2 separate regions of the Oryzias latipes genome follow, and region 2 is linked to region 1. The links are chromatin contacts, called in public Hi-C maps. All regions are on one chromosome and are shown on one strand. Each heading gives the region's core, a stretch centred on a gene start, on an enhancer-like site or on the middle of the called end of the contact. The rest is flanking DNA. Distances are from core to core; before and after follow the strand shown.

Region 1 (4,786 bases), core at 645-3,144:
TAATATACCTGAGCTTTTCTTTCCAAACAGTGCATGTGACGCGGAAGTAACACGGCAGCAATATGGTATTAACAGGGCTGGTTAAAAAAAACATACCGGTAAAAGTCACTGAGAGCAGCAGTAACTTATAGGTGCGTGCCACGCAGAGGTAAGTGCTGTGCAGCGTGTGCGCCGGGAGTTATCTTCCACAACAGTGACACACCGTAACAGAGCGCTAACAGGGCTGGTTTAAAAAACTCTTTGTGACGTAAAAGTCACAGAGAGCTTTCTTCATCTTCCTCCTGTGGACTGAAACCATGGAAGTCTTCCTCCTCAGTGTGGGATTGGAATAGCGTCAGACATTCTTGACCATTCTCTCTCAGTCTCTCCTTTGTTGTCGCTGTCAGTGTCACTCTGAGGTAAATTCACTCCTGTGCTTGCGCTGTCTTTTCCGTCAGACCGGCTTTTCCAAACCCGTTGGTGATGGTGGATTTTTTCACACTGATTATAATGATTGCTTTTAACTTGAAAGCTGCGTCATCTGCATTTCGTCTTGCATTTTCCATGATGAGGTTCTGTTCGTGCTATTCATTCACAAAGCGGGAATTTACATTAAACCTTTGTCTTCCTCGACACAAATACCGTACTCCCCGTCTCACTCTTAGCCTGTCTGCTCGAGCGCCCTTAGTGGCCGTTAGAAAAATTGCATTAAAAGAAAAAGAAGAAAATGCATAAATTATCCGCATCATTGAATGAGCCGCAGGGTTGAAAGCGTGTGACAAAAGTAGCCGCTTAATCCGGAAACTACGGTATTTACATGAATTTCAATTTGTCACGTGCCGAGTAGTCTGTGCCTTCACCAGGGAAGTCTTACATGTCCCAGGAATGGGTGGACCAAAGATAAAGACCAAGTCTCTAGTACCATTTTGTTATTTTGCAGGAATTTTTGTTCTCAAATTCCTAAGTCATTTTTGAGCATGTTTGAACCTACTTCCTATGTTTTTCTTTTTCATTTTGTTGCACACACCACAGTTGAAAACAAGAGAAAACCACTCTAATTGATCATGTGTCGTCATGTTTTGATCTATTTTTTTATGACAAGTACCTTTTATTGGGTATTTTATATTGGGTAAAAATTACCCAATACGGCAAAAGTGATGGTGTAACTCTTTAGAGCTAAAGTGTTCTAGGGTCAATCTCCGACAACTATCACAGACCAGCCTGGATGAGGTTGAAGTTGACCTACAATTTTTTTAAAGCTCCCAATTCATCTCCAGCCTCTACAAAGTATCTATAGCTGGTTTTTCTTCCCTAGATTTTGTGCAGAACCCATTTAAATGTGGGATAGATTTTCAATTAACTTCATCCCTAAATGTTAATTTGAGCCTATACTAATTTTTCAAAAATCACAAACAAGTCGCTCCTGTGCAAAAGTTGCAGCCTCGGCCAAACTGTACAAAAACCACGACCATACTCTGAAAAATACAGCAGATTTTTGTTCTAAAAGTGCAGGTTTTTGTGATCTTAGTCAGTTTTCTGTGATCTCCTCTTTATGTTGCTTCATCTTCTTCACAGGTCTCGAATCGTTCTTCCGTCCCGTGTCGTTATCGATCCATAAGTCCATCAGCATGAACTACCTTCGGCGGCGCCTGTCAGACAGCAGCTTTGTGGCCAACCTTCCCAACGGCTACATGATGGATCTGCAGAGGCCGACCCCGACCCCTCCAGGCTCGTCCACATCCTCCCCTGCCTCCCCTGCTGCAGAGAGGCGGCAGCCACCAAGCATCTCCACCCAAAGCTCTGCATCTGCCTCAGCGCCAGGCTCTGGGAACTTCCTCAGCTCCTTCTCCAGTGTTGTGAAGAGCGCACAGATGGCCCAGAATGTGGCTGCAGCTGCTCACGCTAAATCAGCTGCAACTACAGCAGCTGAAGGCGCAGCAACAGGGAGCAGCCAGGCAGGCAAAGTGGCGGTACGGAAGCCCAAGATCCTGCTGGTGATTGATGATCAGCACACAGACTGGTGAGTGGACGGTCTAACGATTTAGTCTGTGTAGAGAAGCTATTGTCTCAGTGTGTTTGAGTGTGTGTGTGGACAGGCCCCACCCCCCTTTTGGATTTTTATTACTTTTAAACCTGACTGTATTGATTGTAAACACCCAGCAACTTGTTGCTTTATGCTCCTTCACGGTTCTACCCCCCTCCTCTTTAATCACCCTCCTACCACCCCTAACATCCCTCTCTCTTCTTCCCCTCTTTTCTTTTCCGTCCGGTCCAACAAAAGACTGTAGTAGATATGAGTAAGATGAATAAAGCTTAGCCTAAATTACAAAAAGGGTTTATTTAAACATAAACCTAGGGATAAAACGGCAGAAAATGAACGAATGAATGAATGAATACTCATCATTCTCCTTCCTCCAAACAGAGGAATTAAGAGCAGAAAGTTCTATTTTGGTCTCATCCGACCACATGACTTTCTCCCATGATTCCTCTGGGTCATCCAAATGGTTTTTGGCAAACTTTAGACGGACCTGGACATGTGCTGGTTTAAGCAGGGGAACCTTCCATGCCATGCATGATTTAAACCATGTCCTCTTAGCGGATAACCAACAGTAACCTTGGAAACGGCGGTCCCAGCTATTTTCAGGTCGTTGACCAGTGTAGTTCTGGGCTGACTCCTCACCTTTCTTAGGATCATTGAGACCCCTCCAGGTGAAATCTTCCATGGAGCCCCATTCAAAGTGGCTTGGCAATCACCCCGTAGCCCTTTCCAGCCTTGTTGGAGGTCTACAAATTTGTGTCTGGTGTCTTTGGACAGCTCTTTAGCCTTGGCCATGTTAGTTGGTGTCTTACTGATTCTATAGGGTGGACAGGTGCCTATTATGCAGCTAACAAACTCAAATATTTAATTTAATATTTAATTGTTTCTGTTCATATTGTACATATTTTGATTAGAGATGTGATCTACAGTATTTTTTATTTTATTTTCACCACTTTAAGGCTGTTACAGTTTCATTGGATCACCATGTACAATGACAGTAAAAGGATTCTGATTCTGAAACAGGTTCTAATTTAGCATAAGAAGTGGAGGTTTACTATTTTAAGGTGGACCAATAGGTCTTTGAGGGTCAGAATTCTATCTAAAAGGCAGGGGTTCAAATCTGTATTTGCCTCACTCTACCTTTACAATTCCTATTTAAAGCAACAGTTGTGCTTTTATTTTTTATTCGACTGTACACCTTAGACATTTAGGCGAGGTCGCTGCTCTTCACTGGAACTTATTTCAAAGCTGCCGTCACCACAAAAGAATGTACTGTATCATGTTCACCTAACGTGGTTACAGGATTGCTCTTCTATTGCATGATGGGACAGTGGACTGACCTGCATTGACCTCAGTTATGCTGCTGAATTCATGTAGAGACGCATCCTCTGTGAGAATATCAGGTCAGGAGCTGAGAGGGAAAACCGCCTCCTGACAGATTATTCAGAAACAGCGAGGCGGTCTGGAATTTTCTTTAGGCTGTCTGGCTAAAATCCCCAGAGAGTTCAGTTCTCTTTTCATTGTGGTAGAACTGAGTTAAAATGGGATTTTCCTCCTAAAATCCAGCAAGAATTCTTCTAAATTTGGAAAAAGAAATTGGTTTGTGATTAACTCAATTGGTCTGGTTCAGGGGTCTGCAACCTGAGGCCCCGGAGCCTCTTGTGGCTCTTTAACCCCTAAAAAGTAACATGACTCGGACTGAAAGGTGGAATAAATGAAACTAAACAGCCAAACTTTATTCAACTAATTTACAAACAGCTCTTTTCACTCTGCGAGGCTCCTGACTACAGTACCCATAATGCTCCATCAAGCAGTGCAGCTGAGTAGTTTACCAAAGTCTTACCAAAGCATTTAGACTGGTTTCTGAACGCTGTGGAGGTCAGTAAGCCCAACTAGAATTCACACTTAAGGTGGATTTTCTACTTCAGGAAAAAAAAGATCATGGATTTAAAGTGTGTCATAAGGTCTGGAAAATCGGGTATTGGCTCTGATTTCATTTTAGTTTGTTAGATTTACCCATTTCTGTCTGAGATGCACCACAAACAGCAGAATAAAATTGTTTTTTAAATCACTGCTGACATCATAAAACCTACTGTCTGTCGCATTGAGAGGGTGTCTGATGGTACAGGGGAGTTTTACTTCATGGGAATCTCTGTCAAAACCTCATTCGTATTAAGAAAAAAACATCTATTTTTTAAGTATATTGTATGTATACCAAAAAACAATAGTTCATTTATGTTTATCATGATAGTAACATAAATACAACGCAGTATTTTATCTTCTAAAGGATGAAGTAAGACTTTGTGGCTCTTAGTTGGTGAGAAACTGACCTGAACAAGTTTTTAAGTGTTAGATTCCTGGTCTGGTTCCCTAAATTGAAAAAGAAACAGCAGAGGTATTCAGTATTTGTTCACCACGGTGCAGAGGGAGAGCGGTCAACCTCTGATTGGAGGATCCCAGGTTTGGTTCCTGCTCAAGTTTCAGTGTTTTTGCCAGAGACACTGAACCCCACGAGCTCCTGGTGGTTATAGAGGCTGGCGCCAGTGTGTGACTGTAAAGCGTAGAGAAGTACTATAGAAGTACTCGCCATGTAGGGTTTGATAACCAGAACAAGAAGGGAACATGTAGAATAAAAAAGAATAAAAAGAAATGTTATCCAGCTTTCCTATTTCTATTTGAGGATGTTGCAATAAAAGGTAAAACATGAAATGAGATCCGTCTCTGCTGATATACAGTATTACATTATTTTTTTAAATATTTTGTTTAATC
Region 2 (4,790 bases), core at 498-2,997, 220 kb after region 1:
TGGGATAGGCTCCAGCAACCCTGTGACCCCAAAAGGGATTCAGCGGGCTCTGAAGATGGATGGATGGATGGATGGATGGATGGATGGGCTTCACAAAAGCAAAACTAAAGAACATCTAATGTTTTCTTGTAACAGGAAAAAACGTATACGACTGCAATAGAAGAGAAAGACAAACATTTTTCATCGTTTTAACAAAAGAATACAATTAAAGATCCGTTCCGATTAACATTTATCTGATGATGGAGGACATATTTAAAGAGAATTAAGCTCCAAATTGCTTTTCAGAGCGTTTCTTCTATCAAATTATTGTGAATCCAGAGTAGAAGAAGCAATGGAACTAAAAAAAGCTTGAAGCAGCGATATAGAAGATGTATAGATATCTTTCTCAAACTTTTATTACTTTTATTATTTTTACTCTGTTTTTAGTAAGTTCAATTATTTTGATGTTTTTATGACTATTTGTCCCTCAAGTACTTTTTAAAATTTCTTTCTATTAAATGTATTGTGGATTTTGTGGAGCAATGAATGGATATGTAAGTTCCCTCAGGATTAATAAAGTCCATCTCTCTATCCATCCAACTGTGCGGCCCGATAACTACAATATTTCTCGCCATTTTGTTGCACTGCTAATGTTATGTTGGGCTTGCAAAGGGCTGTGAGCTAGCTTAAGGGAGAGGGATCTTACAACAGCCCCACCCAAAACTCAGAGGTGAATTTCTATTGAACTCCTGCCGCTCTGCAGAAACAATGTCCTAGAAAACAACGGTTTTTGATTTGGGCTCAAACCAGCGTCATCATAATCAAAAGGACCACTTTGGAAAAAGATCACAAGATGATCAAAGTGGGACTTTAAAAAAGCATCTTTGTGAACAAACAAAATGCTCTGAATAAACTGTCTTGTTCTGTCATTTGGTTAATCAATTTTTTTATGTTAATCAATCAATCAATCACACACGTTTACTATCACACGGTGTGATTGATTGAGTGTCAGGAAGGGAATTTGGCTACAAATCTCTGCCAAAACAACCTGCAATGTGCAAATCAGTGAAAGCTGGATCCCTGAGAGGATATCCCGAGCGATGAACAGCAATCAAACAATCAATCAAACAATCAATCAGAACAGAGTTGTGTCAGAAGGGCGTCTGGTGTAAAAAAATCTTCCAAAAGCACCTGTGCAACATATGCCGAACGATGAACAGCAACCAATCAAACAACCAATCAAACAATCTTTCAACCTACCAGCTGCTCCCTCTCAGGAAGCTCAGTCTGCACTCTTCTCCCTGTTTGGGGCGACTGACCCTTAATCCTCAGAGGTTGGGGCTTTTTGTTTCACCAGAACTGCCCCTGCATAATAATTACCTCCTGGAGCCCAAGAAGAGGGTTTTTTCCCGCCCTCAGTGTAGTTTCACAAATGAAAGGATAGAAGGATTCCTTTTTTCAGACCCCACTACCATGACCTCCCCTGAAAGCCCCGCCAGTTTGGCAGGTGAAGCCCCTCGTTTGCGCAGCAGGTCTGCGGGACGGACGTCACCTCAGCGCAGCCGCAGGCACAGACTCACCAGCAGCTGCTGCCTGCAGACAGGAGACCCCCCCCGCGGATGGATCAGGTGAGGAGGAATGCTACAGGAAAAAGTTCCGCGAGCTCCTCGGGTGAGGATGGAGACCGAGGCGACCGAGCCGGTTCTGGAGGTGGACCGAAGCGCAGTTCAGGAGGAGGTAAATGAATCCACGCAGCACAAGGAGGGAGGAAATATACGGAGCGGAGCCGAGGGGAGGCTGCTGCTGCTGCTGCTGCAGGAGGACCACACTGACACCTAGCGGCAGCAGCAGGTAAAACACTTTCTAGTTTTATTAACACGCTTTTACGAAAATGTTTTGGACTGACACGTTTTTATAATGACTTTTTTAACTAGAATTTTTTCTAGTAACAGTGCTAAATTTAAAACAGTATAAGGGCCACGATAAAAGAAAAAAAACAATGAATCTATGACAAAAATGTCTCAAAATTAGGAGTCAAAATGTCACCAGAATAAAATTCTAAATTTGTCTTTTAAAAAGTTACAATTGTATGAGGAAAAAGTTACGCTTTTTTAAAATTAAAATGGTAATTTAATGCAAATAAAGTTGTACATCTCAAAAAGGTGAAGCAGATTCGTGATCAGTGTGGCGTTTATGGAGTCAAATCAAGAGCAGCTTAAAGGGAAGAAAAAAGGACTAAGCAAATTGGAGGTAAAAAAAAGAAATGCTAAAATCTGTTTTTAATTGGAAAGTACACATTATAAACTTAAAATAAATATAAAACATTATAAATTTGAAACTTGAATGAAAAAGCTACGCTCTTAAAACTCTTGGGTTACTTCTTCTTGGGTTTACTTCTTGCGATACATTGTTGGTTTTTTTATTTTATTTCTTTTTTACCCTGAGTTCATTGTTTTTTCTAAGTTAAAATTTAACCCATAAAATGGTGTGTCCCTTTTTATCCTCTGTGTTGAGTTGAAAGCATCCGCTGACCCCTCTCCATCAGTTTACGTGGTCGACCACTTAGTGACTGAGTTGCTGTTGTTCCTAAACGCTTCCATTTTGTTCTGATAGAGCTGACAGCTGACTGATGAATATTTAGGAGCGAGGAAATTCCACCTCTGGATTTGTGTGAAGGATGTGAAAACCCTTATTACCCACTTTACAAAAAATCATGCATCTGTGATGTCATTCAGGGGGCTGGGTCAAATGTGGAGGCGGGCTGCATCTGGCCAGCAGGTGGTAGTTTGGGACCACGGCTCTAGACAGAGAGCTAAGCCAGAAGTTCCCAGCAATCTTCTACAGGACATTTGGGTCTGCCAACTCTTTCCCGGCCTCCTCACCCACCAGCGGATTCAGCTCATCATGAGCTAGTTATTGGTTGACATCTCTTCCCCTCTCTCCCTGAGTGACAAAGAAACACAGCCAATGGTTACCTAAACCGCTCCAAACCCTCTTGCCAGGGCAAGTGCACTAATAGACACACTTGTGCATGAACACTGTGTTTGATATTGGGAAACTGTGATGATCACACAAGTCCAAAAACAACACGTGGCCCATGTTCAGGTTCACCCCCATGCAGGTGCCACTGCCGTAGCCCACATGGGCATGAGGGTCACTCAAGATGACAATGGGGTTCACCATTGGGGCAGAGTTCTGTTACACACCTTCAAGGCGCAGAACATGACCTTCTGATCAACCCTTCCGGTTGAACTTCAACAACTAGCAACCAAGCTATGGCTTCTGGACAAACCCACACCAGCCCGCGCCTTCTCACCGAGAGCAACTTCAACACAGTAAATCAAGATTATCTACATAGTACCTTTCACAGACATGAGTCGCAAAGTGCTTAAGAGAACTTGAAATACAGAAACAATTTTAAAAGTACATAAAACAAGACTAGTCAGCCAGACAACGGCTCATTTGTTGGGACTGGAAAGCTCGTTTGTAGAGAAGGGTTTCACGTTGCCTTTTGAACGTGTTGACAGAGTTCAGTGAGCGTAGGGAAAGTGGGAGTTTGTTCCACAGTTTGGGAGCCACAGCTTTAAAGGAGCAATCTCCTTGAGTTAAGGGATTAAGGCAGGGCTGCTCATTCCTGGTCCTCCAGATCTGCCACCCTGACTGTTATCCAGACCTCCAAGCCTTCAGTGTCTGCTCGTTCTGTTCCCTGCCTAGTTTGCTGAGCTCTAGTACTTTGTTCAAATATGTCTTTTGTAATTAAACCCCTTGGACTGCTACAAACGCGTTTGTGGTTCTATCGGACATCTGGGTTTCCTCCTGCTTGCCTAACTGTGACATTATGAGCCGATCATGTCTGACCCAGTGGGAGGATCACAACAGCTGGGGAATTGTCAGCCTTAATTGTCACAACTGGAGCACGCTACCCCATCTCCTTCCCAAAAAGTTCAACTGGGTTCATCTGAACTGTTTGATGGGACGGCTAAGGATTGCCGGGTGTTTTTCACTTCATGCCGGTTCCATTTCTCCAGAGTCAGTTCCTCTCTGATCAGAGCATGGTGGCCTTTCCTCTGAGTTTTCTGTCAGGCTGGGTCAAGCACGGGGGTTTAGCAGAGTGGGACAGAGGGGCCAAGCTCTGTCACTCTTTTCAAGCTTTTTCTACCCGATTCCTCATGGTATTTGATCCAACCATGTCCCACCAGGCAGCCTCTGAGTTTCTTCAAGGAGTTTCAGCAAGGAGCTTCTAGTTTCTCAGATTACGCCGTGGAGTTCTGGTCTTTGGCGCCAGCACCTGCTGGGCGGACGAGGAGCTGGTGGACGTCTTTCAACGCACTCAAAGATGAGCTGACGGCAAGAGAGGTAGCACTGTGACACAGGCACATAAGGGTATCCTGTGTTCTGATTTTTAAACCCTGTAAAGTGAACAGGTCCTATGTTTTCTTTTTCTTTTTGTGTATGTGTGTATGTGTGTACCCGTGATGCCGCTGACGTCACCCCTGCACAGCTGGATGCAATCAGTTGGGGTGTGATCACCCGTCATGGCTTCCAGGTTAAAGAGAAACAGAAAAGGCGGGGTTTTCTCCTAAGAAGTGTGCAACCTCTAAAGAACAGAGAGGGTTGCTCCTAACCCTAAGGAGCAACCGCCCACGGAGTTCCACCCGGAAACAGACCAACAGGATTTTATGCCGCTGGATGGACGTGGCTGGAAAGGGACCAAGATCAGAGTGAGCCTCCCTGGCATTGACCCGCAGTCCCAGGTGAGATCCTTTCAGTTTTCTTTTGACTTTGGGAGGAATTCTTGACTTGGAGCCACT

Evidence for each region. Hi-C and Micro-C count contacts between places; a contact is called where the count stands out from the background.
Region 2: a Hi-C map of fibroblasts shows a contact between it and region 1, with 1.9 times the contacts expected there. The contact joins the promoter of rerg here to the enhancer-like site in region 1. A contact is called at or near these places in 2 of 5 Hi-C or Micro-C datasets (embryo and fibroblasts).

Annotation. Positions count from the first base shown.
Region 1 is chr23:2,296,682-2,301,467 of ASM223467v1, forward strand. It overlaps LOC101161357 (synapsin-3), which reads left to right. Exons shown (of 14, transcript XM_004082870.4): 2 at 1,555-1,999. Among protein-coding and RNA genes, the nearest start is that of LOC101161357, 22 kb to the left of the region's middle. Within about 2 kb of position 1,895, at least 3 of the 8 cell types and tissues checked have an H3K27ac peak or open chromatin away from gene starts, as enhancers often do. A contact at or near this core is called in embryo, where this site is marked.
Region 2 is chr23:2,513,397-2,518,186 of ASM223467v1, forward strand. rerg (ras-related and estrogen-regulated growth inhibitor) reads right to left here and starts at 1,748. Exons shown (of 5, transcript XM_011490862.3): 1 at 1,560-1,748.